2 separate regions of the Mus musculus genome follow, and region 2 is linked to region 1. Evidence: chromatin contacts called from public HiChIP or PLAC-seq data. All regions are on one chromosome and are shown on one strand. Each heading gives the region's core, a stretch centred on a gene start, on an enhancer-like site or on the middle of the called end of the contact. The rest is flanking DNA. Distances are from core to core; before and after follow the strand shown.

Region 1 (5,523 bases), core at 1,838-4,337:
AGTTTTGCTGCTTTGGATTTTTATCTTGTCTTCTCTCAATCTCTCGTCTCTGTTTAGCACAGACCTTGAGCTGTCACATGCCTGCACATCTCTTCTTTCACCAGGAGAGGCATTTTTGCCTTCCTTGTATAACACATCACTGGGATTTGCTTCTATTTGGTTTTGACTCCTTGTGTCTCCCAGAAGTTGTCTTGAGTCCATGAGGGGGCTGCTCATGCAAGTATTTAGGCAGTGTGAGTTCCCTCAGCTCCAGCCTTCCATGCTTTTAGCCTCCCACCTGACTAGGAATCTGATTTGGGAAGAGCTTGTCTATAGGGCCAAGCTGGTTCTTTTTCTACTCAGACAGGGCTTCTTAAAAGCAGGCTTTCCTATTCTGCAGACTTTTTAAAAAACCTGCTGGTTTTTTGTCTTTTGTTTTGTTTTTATTTATCTCTGTACCAGCAGCTCCTGGCCTCTTCTGCACCTGGCCCTGGCCATTAAATGGAATTAAACTAAGAGCAGCTCTGAGACTTAGAAGCACTTGTTTCCTACATTTGGGTTTGGATTTCTGACTAAGTTCTTGCCTGACAGTCAGTGCCAATATAACTGCACTGCGTCTCACCCAGGACTTTACTAAATTTAAATTCTATGCCCAATGGTGGGCGGCATTTGTAAAAAATATTTTATTATTCTGATTTCCTTTCCATCCTCAGCTCATGGAAAGATGACTTCAAGATTAATTATTATTAAATGTCTTGGCTATAAGCTTTGGCTCATTTCCTGACTAGCTCCCAACTTTTAACCATTTAATCTATTCTTGTCTATCACTTGATTAGTTAGTAACCTCTCCTTCAGTCCCAGCCCCTTTCTTTCTTAGTGTCTCCATGAGTTGACTTACCTGCTGGTTTAAGTCCATCTTCTGTCTTGTTCTGTCTCATCTTGTCTCTCTGGGCTCTTGTAGAGTCTTTCTTTTATCTCTTACTATTCCCCAGAATTATCTTTCTTCCTGCTAGTGTCCCACCTCCTATTCAGCTCATTGGCCATCAACTTTTTTTTTGACAGGTGATGTTTATAAGTTCCCAGGCTGCAATGCTGGTCATTATCATCATCAACCACCACTACTTCCACCACCACCCCCTCTCCTCCCTGGAACAGGGGACAAAAGGGTTACCTACAGTGTCTACTGGCATGCCAGGAAAAGGACCTGTTAAAACTAACTAGACCAAGATCAACACATAGATTTATTATCTGAAGTAGTGCTACAATATGATAGTGCACTTGACCTGTGCTATGTATGTATGCATGCATGTATGTATGTATGCATGCATGTATGTATGTATGTATGTATGTATGTATGTATGTATGGCTTTAAGAAAAAAATTGCTATTTCTATACAAACCATTTGGGAATCATTAGAAATAATCTGGCTATACTAAAAACAAACAAACAAACAAACACCAACTAAAACCAAACAAACAAAAACGAACAGAATTGCAAAGAAGTGGAGGGAACCCTATTCTCATTTTCAGGTTTCTCCTAGATAGTAACTCCGTTAGCCATGATAAGGCCTTTGTTCTTACAGTGTTTCTGCTAATTACTGTTGATTTGCATCATTAATGCATTAACTAAATACAAAAATTCCCATTTGGGTGCCATTAAACTAATGATTATTAGATACCATTATGAACAGGTACCCATCACAGAGTCAAGGATTTGAATCAGGATATAACTCAAGGGGGAATGTGAAGGATGGAGTTATGTTTTTAAGTTTAAATTACTCTGCTGAAGAGGTCTATAGAACAAAAATGCCTCCTATACCATGTAAGCCCTACTCACCCAAGGGCAGATAACTTCCTGTAATGCAGAGGGCTGTTGTTCATGTAAGATAACAAGTTACATGTTTTTACTTCTGTAAACAAGCTTGGTTACACCAACTTCTCAGGATGTGCTTGATCATGCATAGATGGGAAATACAATGGCAGGAAGTATGTCAGGATGTATGCTTGCCCCTGATTGGATAACGATGGGACGTACATCGCCTTGTGGGCACTGCCTTTAGAAGCTTCTGACTAATGTACTTTGAGGCCATACTCTGTAAATCCTGGATATGGACCTGGCCACTATCCATGCATCTGGCCAGTATTTAATAAAACTTGCTTCAAAATTGGCTCAAAAATTGTGATAGTGGTCCTATTCTCACCTGGTGGGATTAACATACACCAGATCTCACACGTATTTTTTTAATAGATAATTTTATTCTGTAAACAAAAATAATCACCTGTCAATTCCTGTGCCCTACTAGTACATATATGGTTGTTTTTCATTACTCTCCATACCATGCACATATATTATAGACATTCCATTTATCTACAGAGTAAAGAGACTTAAGATGTTCTTTGTCCACATGAAAATACTTAGAATGGTTTCTGTCATGCACACTGTCAGTTATTTTTTTTTTTTATTGCTGTGATTAAAATATCCTACTGAAACAACTTAAGGGTGAGAGATCTTGGCTTACAGTTTTAAAAGGTTTCAGTCCAGCATAGAGAATGCAAGAAAGTTTAGCTCATGGCAGCAGGAGTGTGGCTGAGGCTATTCACATGGTGGATCAGGAAGGAGAGAGGCAGGGAAGAAGGGACAGAGGCTGGGTAATAACCTTCAAAGACCCACTCCTACTGCCCTACTTCTGCCAACTGTGCTCTCCTTCCTAAAGGTACTACAGCTTTCCCAAATAGTGCCACAAGCTGGAGAACAAGCATCCCAAACACCGTGGGAGACTCAGATTGAAGCCACAATAAATTACCTATTTTTATTCATTTATAGGTCTATTTTCTGTGGGCCTTAGCATTGCTTTCTGCTCTCTAGCTCCTGTTGTTGCTCCCAACCTCTCCTTTTGAATTTACTAAGTATCTTTGTCAGTCATCTGTGTCATTTGCTAGTTCTTATTTCAATACCAGTGGGAGCATACTCGTGTGACTACTTACTATTGATTGACTCTGATTGGTTCCTGCTCTCCGTTAATTCCACATTCTCCTCTTTTTTGGTCCTTGACCTATCAAAGCAGTGAGAAGTACCTTGAGGAGCCTGGCAGCAACAGCAGGAAGAGAGGAAGTGGGTACTTCTTACTCTCTCTCCTTTTCTGCTTCCTGTAGAGTATGGTCTCTTGAGTAGTTCCTCTGTAGTTTTGCTTTGTCTATTCAACGGGGACACCTTCTTCTCCCAGTGTCAACCATGCAACAAGAGGAATGACTTCCTGATTTCATTAATCTGTAGATTACTTCATTGTTTCAGATTTGGATTTTTTTCCACTTATGCCCCCGCCCCACCCCCCTCACTCCGGCCCCCTGCTTGCTCCAGCCCCACTTGCTCCAGCTATTTATTTATTTATTTGATATTTTCTTTATTTACATTTCAAATGTTATCCCCTTTCTTGGTCCCCCCTTCCTGGGACTCCCCTATCCTACCCTCTCCCCCTGCTTATATGAGTGTGTTCCTTTACCCACCTACCCACCCACCCACCCACTCTTGCATCCCTAACTTCTATTTCCCTACACTGGGGCATCTATAGAGCCTTCATAGAACCAAGGACCTTTCCTCCCATTGATGCCTGACAAGGCAATCCTCTGCTACATATACAGCTGGAGCCATGTGTACTCCTTGGTATATGAGTACAGCATTGGTCTCTTCAGGCACCAGAAGAGGGCATCAGATCCCATTACAGATGGTTGTGAGCCACCATGTGGTTGCTGGGAATTGAACTCAGAACCTCTGGAAGAGCAGTCAGTGCTCTTAACCGCTGAGCCATCTCTCCAGTCCTAGATTTGGATTCTTAATGTTTCCCTTCATCTATAGAGAAAAAAGTAATTCCTGATAGACCTGTTTTTTGTTTTTTGTTTTTGTTTTTGTTTTTCTGGCTAGATTTTGGTTGTACCATGAATAGTGAAAAGAGCCCAGGCTCAAAAGCTGGAGGGATCTCAGTTTAAATGCCGTCTAAAGTCTATCTTCATACATTATTTCCACTGTCTAGAACATAGAAAGTGCTTAATAACCATTTGTTTGGTAAATGAGTGAATGAATGGCTGATCCCAGCCTGTGTTTACTCTGGTCAGGGTAAAATTTCTTTCTTAGAAATGCCCTTCTATGGTTCCCATTTAGACCATCCCAGTCATGATCTCTAACATTATGCTACATTCTCCCACAGTAGTCATCATAATCTGAAATGGTTCAACTTGCTTCTTCTCTGCTTATCATTTGTCTCCTCTCTCTACCATCATATTGCATGTCCAGGATGCTTGGGATCTTGGTAGATACCTAGTAAATATGTTAAATGAATGAATGTACAAAGCACTCTCATGGATACATACACATCTTGTGGTAACTCCAAGTAAGTAGTAAATATTATTAGCTTCACCTTTTCCTAAATAAGAAACAGGTTTATGGAGCCTGTACAGTTGCAAAATGATAGAATCTAGATTTGAAACAGATCCTTTGCCGGGCGTGGTGGCGTATGCCTTTAATCCTAGCACTCGGGAGGCAGAGGCAGGCGGATTTCTGAGTTCGAGGCCAGCCTGGTCTACAAAGTGAGTTCCAGGACAGCCAGGGCTATACAGAGAAACCCTTTCTTGAAAAAACCAAAAAAAAAAAAAAAAAAAAAAAAAAAAAAAAAAAAAAAAAGAAACAGATCATTTGATCCTATTAATTCATTATAAATTATTTAATGGTAGGACTCCTTAGAGATCTTTACTGTACAAATGACAAGAAAAAGAAAATATTTAACCCTGTTCAAACCTGTATGGCCATTCAGGTTTAACTTTTAAGTCATATTCCTAGAGTATTAGGGGATACAGTTTTAGAAATATTGCCATATTTTTTTTCCTGTCCATTTGATTGGGAAGTTGGTAGAACTTGCATATCCCAAGAGACATGTCTGGCTCCCATAGAGTAATGTGTTCGAATGCTTGGCTAATAGTGAGTGGCCCTATTAGGAGGTGTGGCCTTGTTGGAATAGGTGTGGTCTTGTTGGAGGAAGTGTGTCACTGAGGAGGCAGGTTTTGAGGTCTCATATGCTCAAATTAAGCCTAATGTGGTAGTTTCTTTCCATTGCATGAGGATCAAGATGTAGAACTCTCAGCTCCTTCTCCAGCATCATGTCTGCCTGCATGCCACCATGCTTCTTGCCATGACAATAATGGACTGAATCTCTGAAACTGTAAGCCAGCCCAAATAAATGTTTTTCTTTATAAGAGTTGCTGTGGTTATGGTGTCTCTTCACAGCTATAAAACACAAACAATAACAGTACCCAAGTTAAATAAACACATACATTTTAAATCCAATATTCACAGAATATTTGCTCAATATTTAATATTTGATGGGAATGAGAATATCTGATTTTTTTTCTATTTGATATACGGTTTTCTTTCCAGTGTTTGAAATGAGAGGCATCACATAAACTGACTATAATTTAACACTTAACTTATTTGGAATTTAAAAAAATAGCATAACATTAGATCCTAGTTATAACACGTTAGCTAAGATTCAATGTA
Region 2 (5,405 bases), core at 1,305-3,804, 68 kb after region 1:
GTGGCTTATTCGTATAGGTTCTCCCTTAAGGGATACAGAACAGAATTCTTACCCTTTGATTAAACTACAAGTGGCAACTCTGGGTATTTGGAACTTGACAAAGACCCCGTTATTAAAAAAATATAATATGGTAGGGGGATGCATTGCTTCAGAATGAGCAGTAAGCACCAGGATTCCATGCCATTGATTAAACTTAAAAGGGAAGATAGAGACAAGAATCAAGGCCAACTTGGGTAAAATAAGGCTGGGATAGAGTGCTAAGAGAAGTTAAGTGTATATATTAGGTCTCTGTCACAACATATAACAGTCATATGTTCTTGAACTTGAAGATGAGAACTAAGGAAATCTATTAGTTGTTTAAGTTTGGTAGAAGAATAATTAATTTGCCCTCTAAGAAATGCAGCCTAGTAATCTTTGACAGAGACTATAAATAGAGAAGGGAGTTATTATAAACATAGCTAGCTCATTCTTTTTGTTAAGTAAACTTCTGATTGTCTTGTCACAATCCTTACATTTTATTTCAGAATCCTCAGGCCCTGGGTTGGTGTACAGAGGGATGTGTTCTGTCTATGGGCTTTTGAGAAAGTCAGACTTTTAGACCTACAAAAATCTTGACAACAGCTAAAAGATGTTTAAAGAACTGCTAAGCAAAGCAGATTTATAAAAGTGGCTTTGAATTCTATTTTCCAGGCAATAATCCTTTGTACAGTCCTCTTCATTTATGAACAATGAAATTTTGGTTACTTTGTGGGGGTGCACAAATAATTCAAAAGTTGCTTGTATCAATTTGAAAAATGAATCCTAAAGATACCTCTATGGTTTTGGCATACAGACACTGTAGCTTTTTAAAACCACTAATAGTCTAGCCCACTAATCTTTTCATTAACATGTCTATTTTATCTCAGATGACAAGCTCAGATTTAAAAATAACAATACAATAACTTTAACTTGTTTTATAAGTTTTTATTTTAAAACAATGACCTAAAATGGTATTTTAGTAATGGTGATGCTTGTTTTGTCATGCCCTTCTATATGAACTCAAAATATGTAGGTCAAGTTTCCTATTTAGTCTTCAATTGATTCTGTGTGTGTGTTTGGGGGGTGTGTGGTCTGTGATGATTTTATGTACAGGATTTAAAAGATACTTGTTGAGTTTAGCTAAAATGAGTTTCCTCTTTTCATGTCTAGTGGAAAAAAAGATTCAGTGAATTTTTATCATTTAGGACATTTGGGTAACCATTTGAACACTCCATTAAATATTTTTTCTTTATCTAACACATAAAAAAGCCAAGGAAATTCTGGTCTTTTCCCACATTTGTCAAATTCTTGTGTTAATTCTTCAGTGATTTCTATTATGTGTGTGAATTATGACTATATATGAAAATGGTCTGCTTTAGGTCATGGCTATGGGCTTAGATTAATTGGTGAAAAATAGGTCTGTTTGTGGGATTTACCACACAGTAAGGTTTCTCATCTCCCTGGAAAAATGTGGAATTAGCTTTTTAAGAAAAGCAGGCCTGTCATGAGGTTGAAGGGAGTTTCAGTGGAGGGAAACAGTTTACACTTTCTAAGGCAGTTATGACTGGTTGGATTCCAGGGCAATCCCTTTCATTCAGCAAAGTTCTTTTCTCCAACCTTTACGTCTGTCTTTGCTAATATCACTTCTACTTTTGTCTTTCCTAGTGTACCAGTTTCACAGGTCTTTCACAGAAAACATAATTGGCTTCTTTCAAGGCCAACCCCATTCAAGTTGATAGTGGTATTAGGACTGTGGGACTCCCTTCCCTCCTTTCCCCAAAGAACACACCCCACAAAACACACCGTTGCACAGAACAAGTCTCTCACTTGGAAAGAACCTTTGGGACAGCAGGTCTATGTGAAACAGTGCATGTCTGGCAAGGATGCTAATCACAGGACTGGATATTAGTTCTTAGCCTCACTGAAAAGGGTTCTTCAGCAAGACGTGCTCGCTATCAGAGTGCACTCTCCAGGGGTCCTCCTCCCTTGAGCCCCTGAAGGGATTCAAGGCCTGCTGCTGGGCCCCAAATCTCCCTTGCCCTGGAAGCCAGATGTGACTGACAGTGTTGAGTTTCTTCATTCTGGTCTGGCCTCAGTGTTGGCTGAGCCTCCAGCTTCATGTCTCCATTCACAGTCTGAGGGCACACCATGAGCTCTCACCTCACTAGGCACTGCCCTTGGGGTCCATGTCTCCCCAAGACCTCGCAGTGACCTGAGTGGGTCTTGTATGTGACTTACCTCAAAGGGGACTGTGCTTCGGGGCGTCTCAGGACTGTGATCAGTCCCTCCCATCTGCCAAAGAGCTCGCCGCTCTGTGGCAGTCCGGGGGGTAGGGGTTCCGACTTCAGCAGTGGAGCTCTCGGTGGCCCGCGCGCGCTCCCCGAGGGGTCCAAGTCTGGCAGCCTGACGCGACGGCTGTCTCACTGGAGCGACCAGCCGGGCCGTGGGCGCGCGCTCCCCCGCGGGGTCCCGGATGCGCATCCTGACGCGGGCCGCGGCCGCCCCAGTGGCGACCGGCCGAGCTACGGGAGCGCGCGGGGCCGCCGGCGGGGCGCGCGCCCGGCAGGGGCAGCCGCGGGGGAGGAGCGCCCGATCGCGCGCCCAACGGACCAGGCTGCGGCCGTGAGGTAACTGTTGCAGCGCGCGGGAGCTGGGAGGCGACGCCGCCGTCTCCCGTCCCGAGCCGCGCTTGAGGGAAAAGGGAAGAGGCGTCCGCGGCGGTCCCGGGACACCAAGAAGCCCTTCTCGCCGCTCTCAGTGGCCGGCATGAGGCGGACGCCGCCGCCCCTCAGCCCGCGCGCCGGGGATCCCGGCCGGTGGCGGCGGCGGGCGCAGCCGTGACCGCTCTGCGAAGCTCGGGGCGCCCAGAACGCGGAGGGCGGCGCGGGGTCGGCAAGCGCCAGCGGCCCCCCGGCGGCCCGGGGCCATGAGGAAAGACGAGCGCGAGCGGGACGCGCCAGCCATGAGGTCCCCGCCGCCGCCGCCAGCCTCGGCCGCCTCGCCCCCCGAGAGCCTGCGCAACGGCTACGTGAAGAGCTGCGTGAGCCCGCTGCGGCAGGACCCTCCGCGCAGCTTCTTCTTCCACCTCTGCCGCTTCTGCAACGTGGAGCCGCCGGCGGCCTCGCTCCGCGCCGGGGCACGCCTCTCGCTCGGCGTCCTGGCCGCCTTTGTCCTGGCCGCGCTGCTGGGCGCGAGGCCCGAGCGCTGGGCGGCCGCGGCAGCCGGGCTCCGGACGCTGCTGAGCGCCTGCTCGCTCAGCCTCAGCCCGCTCTTCAGCATCGCCTGTGCCTTCTTCTTCCTCACCTGTTTCCTGACGCGCGCGCAGCGCGGCCCGGGCCGCGGCGCCGGCTCCTGGTGGCTGCTGGCGCTGCCCGCCTGCTGCTACCTGGGCGACTTCGCGGCGTGGCAGTGGTGGTCGTGGCTGCGTGGGGAGCCGGCGGCGGCGGGCCGGCTCTGCCTGGTGCTGAGCTGCGTGGGGCTGCTGACGCTCGCGCCCCGCGTGAGGCTGCGGCACGGCGTCCTGGTGCTGCTCTTCGCCGGCCTGGTGTGGTGGGTGTCCTTCTCCGGCCTCGGGGCTCTGCCGCCCGCGCTCAGGCCTCTGCTGTCGTGCCTGGTCGGGGGCGCGGGATGCCTGCTAGCCCTGGGCTTGGACCACTTCTTTCACGTCCGGGGAGCCTCCCCTCCGCCGCGCTCGGCGAGTACCGCGGAGGAAAAAGTGCCTGTGATCAGACCCCGGAGGAGGTCCAGCTGCGTGTCGCTGGGAGAAAGCGCAGCCGGTTACTATGGCAGTGGCAAGATGTTCAGGAGACCGTCGTTGCCTTGTATTTCCCGAGAACAGGTAGGGTTCTTGGGCGGGCATGGTCTGGGAAGAGGAGCGCGGGGTGGAGGAGAAAGCGGAGCGCGGGTGGACCGCTTGCGTGTCCCCGGCGCAGGAGCGCAGCTGCGAAAGCGCGTGGGCTCGCTCAGAGGAAAGCAAGGGGCAGCAACCTGTGGTCTGCGCTGGAAAGGCTGCCCCAGTATGAGGGGCTCGTCAAAAAACGCAGAAGCCAGTGAGTGGCTTTTTCCCAGTGAGTGAGAATGAAATCATTCACTCTCTGACTTAGCTTCTACATAGGAGGAGAGTTTTCAAGAATGAGGTGACCGACTTGAGGTTTAGTAGATTTCACTGCTTCCACTTTGGACACACTAAGCTCCTACATATAGCATTTGGGTACAGTTTATCCGTTTGCTATTAACATGAGGATGCTTGCCCGGAGTTGACAAGCTGCCTTTAGAATAAAAGTGTGTATGCAGATTTTTTTTTGACAGTTCGGGCTCATTGCAAGTGGTGATGTGGGAGGACAAATGAGTGTTTTCATAGTTCAAAGAACAGAAATGAGCCTTGGAATTTAGACTTGGTTTAGATTAATAGACAGCAGTCTATACTAATACAATTAAAACTGTTTTTTACAGACTACAGACTAACTCATGGGCTTTGTTATTTGGGCTTTGTATTTCTTGCATAATTAGGAGAAAGTTTTAGCAATTTAACCTTTAAACTTAGTAATGTGTGGAAAGATGGCCAAAACATTTCCTCCCCCAACCCCCATAGGCTTTCATATTTTGTTTTTAAAGGCATTTGAAATCATCACGAGGGGATGAACTTGTATTTGTATTGCGTTGGGAGATCCACCTGGTCTATACTACCAAGAGATCCTTTAAGTATAGCTGCTCTATTGAGCATTTACCGAGGGCAAACCCTTTACATTTATTGTGTCAGATCTTTCCAAGAACTGTGTTTGGTTGGGTAACATTAACATTGGATTAGACAGACATGTGTTCAGGCAGACAGAAGAACTAGGGCTAAAAAAGTGTTAGTGTTAGGGTCTGATTAGATTTGTCAGTTCTCAGAGGTGTGTTCTCTGCAACTTAGAGGGTAACTGTAGGAACTTTATGGAGGACTGTATATCCTTAGGAGTAAGATTTTGCTGATTAGAGATATTTTTTCATACTGTGACCCAGAAGACAGGAAACAAAAGTTTCTTGTCCTTAACACTTTTGAGGCACTGGTCTCTCATCTCTTGTGTTCCCTTCAAAATAATCTGTGAGTCGCTACATTGATTTTTATGGCCTACTAAACACGGATCTGTATATAGCACAAGCAACATTTTCCTGCTGTTTCCTTTTCTGTTTTGAGACAGTGTCTTGCTGTATATTCTTGTCTGACTATCTTGGGTGGGTCTTGACCTGAGGGGTCTTCCCCTGAGGGGTCTTCCTGTCTCCTAGTCCTGAATGTACCACTTTGCTTTGCTTTATAGGCCACTCTTAGGCTCTGTTATTTTTTGGCTAGATGCTAGGAAAAATAAACAAACCAGTTATACCTTTTGTTTTCTCAGTTTACTACAAGC

The links. HiChIP or PLAC-seq counts read pairs in DNA pulled down with a chosen protein or histone mark.
Region 2: an H3K27ac HiChIP or PLAC-seq map of microglia shows a contact between it and region 1, with 4 times the contacts expected there. The contact joins the promoter of 4933406I18Rik here to the enhancer-like site in region 1. A contact is called at or near these places in 2 of 39 promoter capture datasets (liver and pre-B cells), 3 of 484 Hi-C or Micro-C datasets (B cells, macrophages and peritoneal macrophages), 7 of 115 datasets of contacts at active chromatin or transcription factors (the 230-238 cell line, the SCID.adh cell line, embryonic stem cells and 3 more) and 3 of 9 other capture datasets (adipose tissue, liver and pancreatic islet).

The regions. Positions count from the first base shown.
Region 1 is chr7:114,344,099-114,349,621 of GRCm38.p6, forward strand. The region is part of intron 1 of 4933406I18Rik (RIKEN cDNA 4933406I18 gene); the gene reads right to left. Among named protein-coding and RNA genes, the nearest start is that of 4933406I18Rik, 68 kb to the right of the region's middle. Within about 2 kb of position 3,088, at least 13 of the 459 cell types and tissues checked have an H3K27ac peak or open chromatin away from gene starts, as enhancers often do. A contact at or near this core is called in microglia and pro-B cells, where this site is marked.
Region 2 is chr7:114,412,607-114,418,011 of GRCm38.p6, forward strand. It overlaps 4933406I18Rik (RIKEN cDNA 4933406I18 gene), which reads right to left and starts at 2,555. Exons shown (of 4, transcript NR_029437.1): 1 at 2,257-2,555. It overlaps Pde3b (phosphodiesterase 3B, cGMP-inhibited), which reads left to right and starts at 2,648. Exons shown (of 16, transcript NM_011055.2): 1 at 2,648-3,856. The coding sequence starts at 2,945.